Regions from separate parts of the Sus scrofa genome. Here region 1 is linked to region 2. Evidence: chromatin contacts called from public HiChIP or PLAC-seq data. All regions are on one chromosome and are shown on one strand. The core of a region is the stretch at or near the end of the contact, and the rest is flanking DNA. Distances in the headings are between cores, read along the strand shown.

Region 1 (6,001 bases), core at 348-2,847, 84 kb after region 2:
GAGGAACAAAGAGAAAGTAGGCACCCTCCCCCTCAGAGAAGCCACTTGGCTTTGTCTGAGCCTACTCCCTCTGAGCACTGCAGCAGGAGAGGCTCAAAGCTGTGGCCCTGCTGATTAGTTGAATAACACTTGGTTCAGCAGTCCTGGGGATGTGTGGAGATGTGTGCTTGCCTGCACAATATTAATGTTATCAGCTGCCCTGTTCATGTGTCCTCTCCCCGAAGGAGGAGTAACACTTAGAGAGATATTCCCCTCCTTATTTCTGTTTCTCTGCAGATAAATAAATGTCAGGCATGTCTTGGATCCTGTCCCTGTTGACTAAGTTACTATATATCCATTACTCCTCTTTGTCCTCCAAACACTGAGCTCTCAGTGTTCATGTGGTAGGATCCAGATTGTGAAGTCTGCAGTGGTTATGTACAGGACTCAGGCCCAACTTTCCTTCTCCAGGATACTCAGGAAGCTTCTGTTCCAGTTGGGTTCCTAATTTCTGGCACTACTGCTCAAAAAGAGAGGGTCTGCTTTGAACCAGAGCCTGTAATTAATGCCTGCAACTATATACCTTGATGGGAGATGGGGCTTTGCATATCAGAGAACAGGAACCTGATAAACAGCATGACTGGTCTAATGAAACTGTCCACCTATGGGCCTTCACTCCCTTACTAGAAAAAAAAAAAAAAAAAAAGATGTGCAATTCTTACACTTAATGCACTGAATATCTGCAAGTGGAAGGGATGAGAAGGTTATTAGTGCATCATTTGGGCATCGTGAAGGACAGGGCTCTGTAGGAGAAAGCATCAGCTTAATGAAGGGCAACATAAAGCTCTATGCAGCATAAAAAGGGGGAAGCTGCGCTTTGGCATCATCTTGCAGGTTACGATTCCAGCAATCGCGCTGGCTCAAGAGCTGAAGCGCAACCGTCATCCTCTTTCTGTGGGCTTCAGCCATAGGGGGAGAAAGGTGGTACCACAATTCTCTCCCAGTGGATGACGATGACGTATTCTAGGCAGATGATTGCGGAGGCTCCTGTCAAATGAGTGAAGAGAAAAAGGAAGTGGGGAGAGGAGGAGGGACTCTAGAAATGGAACTGCAACAGCCCTGGAATAAAAATGAGGGGCTGTAATGAGAAATGATAAGCACAACCACCTTGAAATTCAACCCTCTGCCCGTTTTTTCCGGTTTGCTGCTGGTTACCTCTTTTACTCTTTTGTCAGTAACTTAAAGCAGGATGGGCTAATGAAAAAGAGCTCCATCAGGTTATATTTTTCACTCCTTTATGATTGCTTTAAATAATAATTATACCATAAAATTCAAAGCCAATCTTTAGCTTTAGGAAACATTAGCAACAGAAAAGCACTTTGAAACATTGTATCCCAAACCACAAGAGGCCTCTAAAGTTTCTTTTCTCCACAGAAAGACTGGTCTGGTTGTGCCCATTACTTTCAGTTTTGTTGGGGAGGGGGCGTAACGTGCATCTTGAGTGCAAACGTGTTCAGAATGTCTGTTGGGACTAAGTGGTGTGGGGAGCGAAGCCGCAGCCTCTGGCGAGGTCCGAGCTTTCCCCCGTTTCACCAGCAGGCGGCCCTGTTTCCAGGGCGCCCGCGACCGCCGCCCCGCCCGCCTCCAAGGTCACTTCCGCTGCGGCCCCGCGAGGCTACTCCCCCTGCCACGCCTTGCTTGTTTTTTTTTTTTTTTTTTGAGGCCGCCTTTCTTTACCCAGCACTGTCTACTAACATCTTTGAACCATTGTGCTCTTGTGACAATTTATGCTACTTGAAAGCTTGCTTCTTGAGTCCTTTGAAAGAGCGGAAATTCTTAAAATCAAATAAAATGTATTTGGGATTGCGTAATCACTGATTTTTTTTACAATATCTCAAATGCATTTCAACTTAGTCAAATAAAAAGAGCCCCTGAGCTAACAGAGAAGGCAATATATGTTGAAAAATGGAATGCTTAAAAAACAAAAAAGCAAACTCCTCTTCCTGTTTATTCAGACTCTTCCGCAGATTTAGAGAACAGGCCGCGAAAATTCAGCTGCGGCGCCATCTGCTGGAAGTGGCGCGACACTGCAAGACCTTGCTGGGGAAGGTTGCAGGTGAAGGTCTGGCCTTCTGCCCAAGGAAGGCCTGCCACCAAGGTAGGTAGCATTCACGTGCAGTTGACTTATCTAAAAAGAGACTAACTTTTGGAGTTCCCTTTGTGGCGCAGCGGAAACGAATCTGACTGGGATCCATGAGGATGCAGGATCGCTCCCTGGCCTTGCTCAGTGGGTTAAGGATCCAGCGTTGCTTTGAGCTGTGGTGTAGGTCGAAGTCGCAGCTTGGATCTGGCATTGCTGTGGCTGTGGAGTAGGCCGGCGGCTACAGTTCCAATTGGTCCCTAGCCTGGGAACCTCCCTGTGCCAAAAAAAAAAAAAAATAGAAGAAACTAACTTGACCCGCTACAAGAAATGGCCTCAGGAGTTCCTGTCATGGCTCAGTGGTTAATGAATTGGACTAGGAACCATGAGATTGAGGGTTCAATCCCTGGCCTTCCTCAGTGGGTTAAGGATATGGCATTGCTGTGAGCTGTGGTGTAGCTTGCAGAGGTGGCTCGGATCCCACATTGCTGTGGCTCTGGCGTAGGCCAGTGGCTATAGCTCTGATTAGACCCCTAGCCTGGGAACCTCCATATGCCGCAGGAGCGGCCCTAGAAAAGGCAAAAAGATCCCCCCCCCCCCGCAAAAAAAATGGCCTCAGTTTTGAGGAGCCCTCCAGCCTAAATGAACTGGCATATGTTATAGGGGTGTTCTCATAGGAAAACCTGGAGCTTTGGAAGAGGAGGTTTAACTCATTTCATTACATCTGTACAGTTTGCAGGTGCAATGCTGAAAACTAAAACTCTATTTTCCATCAAGGCACACAGGGAAGTATCAGGAACAGAAGTCACAATGTATTTGTTCTCTTGAATGGAACTGATTTTGCTGAATGGAAGGAATTTTAAAGGATGAAGAGGGTGACAGAAATAAAATTAACCTGGGAGTAGGGAGGTATTAAAAATGTGGTTTTGGCCATGGTGTGATATAAGGTCAGTAAGCCCTGCTATCATTTTCCAAACTCTTAAGTCAGTTCTGATTTACTTGATGATTTTTCTATTTAGGAGACTTCGGGCCCTTTCCACACAAAAGTCTAAACCCATTTGCAAACCCATTTATATACATACTTGAGCACAAATCTCAATTCACCATTACTGGAAACTTTGTTAAATGCCATAGTCTGAAAATGCTTGGGGCACTGGAAGTAAGCAGAATTTTATCTTATTTGAATAAATTTTTTTTTATTTTATAATGATTTTTATTTTTTCCATTATAGTTGGTTTACAGTGTTCTGTCAATTTTCTACTGGACAGCAAAGTGACTCAGTTACACATACGTGAATACATTCTTTTTTCTTTCATTATCACGCTCCATTGCTAAGTGACTAGATGTAGTTCCCAGTGCTATACAGCAGGATCTCATTGCTTATCCATTCCAAAGGCAACAGTTTGCATCTATTAACCCCAAATTCCCAATCCATCCCACTCCCTCCCCCTCCCCCTTGGCAACCACAAACCTGTTCCCCATGTCTGTGATTTTCTTTTCTGTGGAAAGGTTCATTTGTACCATACAGTAGATTCCAGATATAAGTGATATCATATAGTATTTGTTTTTCTCTTTCTGACTTATTTCACTTAGTATGAGAGTCTCTAGTTCCACCCATGTTGCTGCAAATGGCATTATTTTGTTCTTTTTATGACTGAATAATGTTCCATTGTGTATGTATACCATATCTTCCTAATCCAATCATCTGTTGATGGACATTTAGGTTGTTTCCATGTCTTGGCTTATTGTGAATAGTGCTGCAATGAACATGTGGGTCCATGTGTCTTTTTCAAGGAAAGTTTTATCCAGATATATGCCCAAGAGTGGGACTGCTGGGTAATATGTTAGTTCTATGTATAGTTTTCTTTTTCTAAGTTACTGCCATATTGTCTTCCATAGTGATTGTACCAATTTACATTCCCACCAACAGTGCAGGAGGGTTCCCTTTTCTCTACACCCTCTTCAGCATTTATTATTTGTGGGCTTTTTAATGATGGCCATTCTGACAGGTGTGAGGTGGTACCTCATAGTAGTTTTGATTTGCATTTCTCTGATAATCAGTGATGTTGAGCATTTTTTCATGTGCTTGTTGACCATCTGTATATCTTCTTTGGAGAAATGTCTATTCAGGTATTTTGTCCATTTTTCCATTGGGTTGTTGGCTTTTTAGCTGTTGAGTAGTTGTATAAGTTGTTTGTATATTTTAGAGATCAAGCCCTTATCAGTTGCATCATTTGAAACCATTTTCTCCCATTCTGTAAGTTGTATTTTGGGTTTGTTTTTTTTTTTTTTTTTATGGTTTCCCTTGACATGTAAAAGTGAAAGCACAATTTTAGAGCAGAATTACAGTTGGCCCACCCATCTGGAAAAATATGGTATCACTAGTGGGAAATGCCAGTAATGGAAAAATGTTATCAGAGTACTGACCCTCCAGAGCTTGATGATAACATTCTAACAAAAATGAGTTTTTGTGTTCTGGGAAGAGCTTATACTGGTTTTCCTGAAAGAGATGAAGTAGTTTAACCAACAGTGTAACTTATGGGAACCTAACTGCTTATGTAGTTCTTGGGGGTCCACATCATGTGACTTCCACATACTGTCAGTGTTTTATCAAAACCTCCTTTGGAGTTTCAATAACCAAGCCCTCATGGATGAGACCTACCTAATTCTACTGCCATAGTGAATAGTTTCCTAGAGAAAATGTTAACCTTCCATATGGCTGCTTTTTAAATTTTTTTTATTTTTTTGTCTTTTTGCTATTTCTAGGGCTGCTCCCACGGCATATGGAGGTTCCCAGGCTAGGGGTCTAATCGGAGCTGTAGCTGCTGACCTACGCCATAACCACAGCAACGTGGGATCTGAGCCGCATCTGCAACCTACGCCACAGCTCATGGCAACACCGGAACCCTAACCCACTGAGCAAGGCCAGGGATCGAACCTGCAACCTCGTGGTTCCTAGTCGGATTCATTAACCACTGAGCCACGACGGGAACTTCTCCATATGGCTGCTTTTGAAGAAAATAAACAAGTAAAACAGGAGAAGAAATAAAAGAAAAAGACATCTTGATGATGCATGAATGGACTTTATAAGAACACTCAAAGATTGAGTATATTTTCTATTTTGAAGGAACAGAAAGTTATTGGGTATCAAATTATGACCAGTATAGGAAATATTTGATGGCTAATGTCACATCTATCATACCTCTCTTCTACAAATGTATTTGTGGAGGGGAATCTTTCATAGAGATAAATAGCTTGAGGAGTTCCCATCGTGGCACAGTGGTTAACGAATCCGACTAGAAACCATGAGGTTGCGGGTTCGATCCCTGCCCTTGCTCAGTGGGTTAAGGACCTGGCGTTGCCATGAGCTGTGGTGTAGGTCACAGACGCGGCTCGGATCCCACGTTGCTGTGGTTTTGGTGTAGGCCAGCGACTACAGCTCCGATTAGACCCCTAGCCTGGGAACCTCCGTATGCCACCGGAGTGACCCTAGAAAAGGCAAAAAAAAAAAAAAAAAAAAAGCTTGAGGAGTTCCCTTGTGGTGCAGCAAGTTAAAGATCCGGCATTTTCAATGCGCTGGATCGGATTGCTGCAGTGGCATGGGTTCGATCCCTGGCCCAGGAACTTCCACATGCCATGAGTGCAGCCAAAAAGAGAGAGAGAGAAATAAATAGATAGATAACAAATCAGCAGTGTGAGTGCTGGCATGCAGTGGAATTGAACATCTTCGGAAGGTACTTTCAGGGCCTCTGGCTTGGGCCAGTGCAGGAGGGGAGCAGAGGTGGAGCAACAAGAGCCAGATACCTTAACCTCTCGTAGTCTCTTCCTTTCACAGGGCATAAGGGAGTCCCCGGAAGCTGAATTTTCCTCTTCTATGGTTCT
Region 2 (5,828 bases), core at 2,569-5,068:
GTAGTGTAGTGTAGGTCAGACATGGCTTGGACTTGGTATTGCTATGGCTGTGGTGCAGGCCAGCAGCTACATTAGACCCCTAGCCTGGGAACCTCCATGTGCAAGAGCATGGCCCAAAAACGACCCCCCAAAAAACCTTGAATGCAAATTGTATCATGCTATAATTTATCTAACTCATAATCTCAAGAACTAGATTAACAAAATGGCTCTTATCTGGATCTACATTTTCCAAGCCCTATGACCTAGATTCCAAAACTAGTTGAGGGATGTTAACAGATCAATTTTGGAATCCAGCTCTTCTGCTTTTCCAGGCCAGTGTTCCTCACTTCCATAGGAATATCCAGATAAGGAGTGAAAGCCTTGATGTTACCACCTTGTTGCAGACTTTCAGGTGTAGAGTGGTAGGAAAAAACACTTAAGTCCAACCTTCTTTCTTAAAGCATTTACTTTTTGAGACATGACAGAAAAAAACTTACAGGTACACATGGAAAATACATGATCACAGTTGAAAGTGAAGACAATCTAATCAGAAAGCTTTTACTCCTGTCAGCTTATGCTGAAGCTGAAGTTCTGCGTATGACATGCTGCAGGGCTTAAAGGAATGGTAATTAGTATTCCTCGCCTTCTTCCTCTCCCTCTCCTTCAACAGAATCCACACCAACCTCCTCGTAATCCTTCTCAAGGGCAGCCATGTCCTCACGGGCCTCAGAAAACTCTCCTTCCTCCATGCCCTCACCCACGTACCAGTGAACAAAGGCACGCTTGGCATACATCAGGTCAAACTTGTGGTCCAGGCGAGCCCAGGCCTCAGCGATGGCTGTGGTGTTGCTCAGCATGCACACTGCCCGCTGTACTTTGGCCAGGTCTCCACCAGGGACCACAGTGGGGGGCTGGTAATTAATGCCAACCTTGAAGCCAGTGGGGCACCAGTCCACAAACTGGATGCTGCGCTTGGTCTTGATGGTGGCAATGGCAGCATTGACGTCTTTGGGAACCACGTCACCACGGTACAACAGGCAGCAGGCCATGTATTTACCATGGCGAGGGTCACATTTCACCATCTGGTTGGCTGGCTCAAAGCAAGCATTAGTGATCTCTGCTACAGAAAGCTGTTCATGGTAGGCTTTCTCAGCAGAGATGACAGGGGCGTATGTGGCCAGAGGGAAATGGATGCGGGGGTAGGGCACCAGGTTGGTCTGGAATTCTGTCAGATCAACGTTCAGGGCCCCATCAAACCTCAGGGAAGCAGTGATGGAGGACACAATTTGGCTAATAAGGCGGTTCAGATTAGTGTAGGTTGGGCGTTCAATATCGAGGTTTCTACGACAGATGTCATAGATGGCCTCATTGTCTACCATGAAGGCACAATCAGAGTGCTCCAGGGTGGTGTGGGTGGTGAGGATGGAGTTGTAGGGCTCAACTACAGCTGTGGAAACCTGGGGGGCTGGGTAAATGGAGAACTCCAGCTTGGACTTCTTGCCATAATCGACAGAGAGACGTTCCATCAGCAGGGAGGTGAACCCAGAACCCGTTCCCCCGCCAAAGCTGTGGAAAACCAAGAAGCCCTGAAGACCTGTGCACTGGTCAGCCTGTTAGAAAAGAGGAATACGAGAAAGATACAGTTATTGCTTTCTGTGATACCTGAAATTACCCAGCATTTCTTTATTAAAAACACCTGCATTGATATTTATAAAGTGACATCAAATATTTCCTATTTTAATTGAATTTTTAAAAACCTAGAAAGGAAGAATTGTGTCACATTTCAATTCTGTGTTTGAAAGAAAAAAGAGCGTATTTCAAATGGCTCCCTTAGGTGCATTAATTTACTTTATCCTTGAGAATAAACGTACCAGTTTCCGAATTCGGTCCAAGACGAGGTCAATGATCTCCTTGCCAATGGTGTAGTGACCTCGGGCATAGTTATTGGCAGCATCTTCCTTGCCTGTGATGAGCTGCTCAGGGTGGAAGAGCTGGCGGTAGGTGCCAGTGCGAACTTCATCTGGAAAAGGAAAACAAAGCAGCCACCCCTCACTTACAACCTGCACAAGCCTGCTCCACCCCAGGGCTGCCGTGGAGCCCCCAAGACACACCTCCTGACCTAGACTCCCCTGCTCCGGGATCTCACTCGGGTGCCTGAGGTCAACTCACCAATGACTGTGGGTTCCAGGTCTACAAACACTGCCCTGGGCACATGCTTGCCAGCGCCTGTCTCACTGAAGAAGGTGTTGAAGGAGTCATCTCCTCCCCCAATGGTCTTGTCACTCGGCATCTGGCCATCGGGCTGGATGCCGTGTTCCAGGCAGTAGAGCTCCCAGCAGGCATTGCCGATCTGGACACCAGCTTGGCCAACGTGGATGGAGATGCACTCACGCTGTGAGAAAGTAGGGAAAAAAAAGATGAAACCAATTAGTGGTGAAAGAAGCAGAACAGATGCTTATGGATGGTTAATTTTACAAATTTCCTCTTTTGAAATGAATGAAAATGTATTTCTTTTAAATCTAGGGAAGAAGGTCTTTACTTTTGATCTATATTACTTTTGATTAATTTCCTTTTCTCCTCTAAATTGAGAAGGCATCTTTCCAGGCCAAGAAGAGCTTAGTCATCGCTTCCTCCTTTGAAGGATCAAGATAGGGAGAAGGCCATCATCTAGCCTTCAGGCCTCAGAATCCCATTTTAGAGGAGGTGGCCAGACTTCCGGACAGCTCCCAGCTCAGGAAGCACATGGCCAGAGCAGTGCAGAGGAAATGTCTGGCCACAGGGAGGAGGGGCGGAGCTCTGCGGCACAGCATGAATGAGCAATTCAGAGGGGGCGTGCGCGCGTGCGCGCCCCCGCTGCTCCCTGCAGCCTCTGAGCTGCGCAGCTGCAAAGGCTCGTGACAGCCACGTCTGCAGAGACGCAGCCATCGCCAACCGTCCTACGCTGCCCAGCATCTCCACATCCGTCACAACGCAGCAGGGGATTATCGGCGGCCCAGATCTGGACCAAGATCCGATTTCCGTTCCTTCAAAACCCCTCACCACCACCTGCTCCCACACACATTCCTAAGGCAGAAGAGGACAGATGGCTTTTAGATGCTCTTAAGAGCTAGTTGTCCTAATACACTGCCGTGGTGCCGCACAATGGTGAGGAACCCTTCTCCATATTGATTACTGCACTTTTTTAAGAGAACTCTGGGTAGCAGGAGACACGCCCTCCAACCCTAGACCTGCAGCGCCCCAGCACGCATGCGCACTCTGCAGTGGCGGGCTTTCCCACCGCTCCCTGGCGGGAAGGTAACGGTCGCGCCTGCGCTTTTGTGTCGAGCTCCTTCCCGCCTACGCTTTTAGCGCTGAGGAGGAAGTGAGGGCGGGGAGAGCCCGCGCGCGCGCCCGCCAGAGGTGGGGGGAAGGAGAGGGGGATGGGAACACGCGGGAAAAGACTGCAGGGTCTCGGGGCACCGCGCCCAGGAGTTAAAGGCTAAAGGAGAGCCCCAACCGCAGTGAAGGAGAGCCGGTGCCCTGCAATCCCCTTCCAGAGTCCTAGAAGAAAACAAGGTGGCCTCCCACTTCCGGGCCCCAGCGGTTCTCCAGTATCTACTCCCACCCTCGGCTCTCGCCCTGCTCTTCATCCTCCAAGTGGACAGCGCTGGCCCCAGCCCTCTCTAGCTAGAAGCCTTCGAGCTCCCCCGGTTCGTTCTTCCCCATCTTCCCGAGCGAGGTGGGCAGTCTACTCACCATGGTGGTTACCGGTCAGCAAGCGCAGGCAACAGGAGTAGACACCGAGTCCTGGTTACCGTCCCCGACAAGCTAAGAGTCGAGGTGAGTAACGCACTGAGGCGGAGGCTACGCGGGAGCCCCTTAAATAGCGGTCCGAGGAGGGGCGGGCGGGCGCAGGCGGCGCCATGGCCGCCGGCCCCTCCCCGGGCCCGGCGCACCCAGTCGGCGTCCGACTAGGCCTCCGCAGAGGCGGGCTCCTGGCCCCTAGCCACCTCCCCGCGCCGGCCTTGCGGGGCGGGGTCCGCCGCGCCTGCGGGCTTCGAGCTTGGGTGCTGCAGTCTTTGGCGCATGGCTGCCGGGGCCTGGGCGGGGGTGAGGGTGGGGGTGGGGCGCAGGTTCCGAATAGGCCGAGACGGGGATGGAGGCTCGATTGCCTTAATTTGGAAGAATCCTGATTTAAGAAGCACACAATTTTAAAGATGAAGCACCAGGAAATGCAGAAACTTCTGGTCTGGATAGCTCAGCTGATTATTTTCACGTTGTCATAATTTGTCAGTGAGTTTTGCCTTTTTCCCTTCTCAGTTCCTTTAAAGGCAGTTGCGAATGCATTTACCTGTTAATGTGGAGGAGCAAGGTTTAGAAAACAGCGTAGTTGTATTTGGATTACCGTCGTGACTTGTCCTTTGAACTAAAGGTTCTGAACATTGGAAGCAAATAGTATTTCAGTCATTCAAAAAGTACCTAAGCACTGAACATCTAAACTGTTAAAAGGGCAGAGTAGTCTCCATTTTTAGACCTAAACCAACCAACTTCATTGAACAGGGCCTTTTAGAAAGAAATATTTCAAGGCACATTTCAGATTTAGTAGCTGAATTGAAAATTGGGGAGGGAAGAAATTGTTTGATCCTGAAAGATGTTAGGAAGTAGAGATTCCTTGTGCTGTTTAGAGTTTTGTAAAACTTTTTTTAATTGAAACATAATTGACATATAATGTTGTTTTTCAGGTGTACAACATAGTATTTTACATTTATATACATTGTCAACCTCAAAAAATAAATCAGTTTTTTTTACCATCAAGATGGATTTATTTGGGAGTAGCAGAGAATTGCAATTGGGACAAGCAAGCTATGGGGAATCATAGACAAATCCAGAGAACAAAGGAGAGGGGATTTTATTAGATTTTAGAAAGAAATTGGGGAGGATTGTTTAAAGAAAAGTTCTTTGGAGAGTTCAAGAATGTGGCCATTTCTCATTGGCTGCAAGCAGTGGTTAGTGTTGTTGCTGGGGCAGGCAGTGATCTTCCTTACTTTTTTAAAAGCTAGAGATAAAATTCCTATGTGAAAATGTCCTCCCTTGTACCAACCAGAAGAAAAGTAACATTTTTATCATCCTTCTTCCTGCTGATTAGGTAGGTTGCAAATAGTGCTAGGTTGTTGAGTTCTGCCTTCAGGGTTTCCTGACTCCATTGAAAATGAAGTTTCCTGGAGTTTCCTCAGCAGGTTAAGGATCCACTGTTGTCACTACTATGGCAAGGGTTCAATCCCAGGCCTGGGAACTTCTGTGTGTTAAGGACACAGCCAAAAAAAAAGAAAAAAAAAAAAAGTTCCCTTTATTAATGTATCCATTTACCACTACCACCCCTTTTTTTGTCTTTTTATGGCCACACCCACAGCATTTGGAAGTTGCCAGGCTAGGGGTTGAAGCCTACACCACAGCCACAGCAATGTGGGATCCAAGTCCTGTCTGTGACCTATGCCACAGCTTACAACAACCGATGGATCCCTAACCCACTGATCGAGGCCAGGGATCAAACCTGCATTCTCTTGGAGCCTAGTCAGATTTGTTACCACTGAGCCACAACAGGAATTTCACACATTTACCCCCTTTGATCAAGATCTTTCCCCTTGGTGCCAAAAGGACCCTTTCCTGGTTGTCATCTCCCATGTGGGAAAGTGCAGATTTAAAATAATTGAGGCCACAGTGAGGAAGGGGGGCGAACTCTTAGGCATTTCCATCTAAACTATATCTTACCACGGTCTTAAGCATTGGAGATTGTCTTGAAGCGTTGAGCTAGCATCACTTTACGGGGTAAGTCATTTCTACAAAGATTTAACAGGAAATAAACACAAAGC

The links. HiChIP or PLAC-seq counts read pairs in DNA pulled down with a chosen protein or histone mark.
Region 1: a contact with region 2 is called in an H3K27ac HiChIP or PLAC-seq map of alveolar macrophages. The contact joins the enhancer-like site here to the promoter of TUBA1B in region 2. A contact is called at or near these places in 3 of 5 promoter capture datasets (fetal liver, liver and skeletal muscle), 10 of 47 Hi-C or Micro-C datasets (alveolar macrophages, brain, embryonic fibroblasts and 6 more) and 2 of 2 datasets of contacts at active chromatin or transcription factors (alveolar macrophages and skeletal muscle).

The regions. Positions count from the first base shown.
Region 1 is chr5:15,235,959-15,241,959 of Sscrofa11.1, forward strand. It overlaps LOC100127131 (tubulin alpha-1C chain), which reads left to right. Exons shown (of 6, transcript XM_013988248.2): 3 at 1,995-2,137. Among named protein-coding and RNA genes, the nearest start is that of PRPH, 44 kb to the right of the region's middle. Within about 2 kb of position 1,598, at least 51 of the 83 cell types and tissues checked have an H3K27ac peak or open chromatin away from gene starts, as enhancers often do. A contact at or near this core is called in alveolar macrophages, brain, fetal liver and 3 more, where this site is marked.
Region 2 is chr5:15,149,802-15,155,629 of Sscrofa11.1, forward strand. TUBA1B (tubulin alpha 1b) reads right to left here and starts at 3,819. Exons shown (of 4, transcript NM_001044544.1): 1 at 3,715-3,819; 2 at 2,149-2,371; 3 at 1,851-1,999; 4 at 428-1,589. The coding sequence starts at 3,717. The coding sequence ends at 609. LOC100127131 (tubulin alpha-1C chain) reads left to right here and starts at 3,715. Exons shown (of 6, transcript XM_013988248.2): 1 at 3,715-3,798.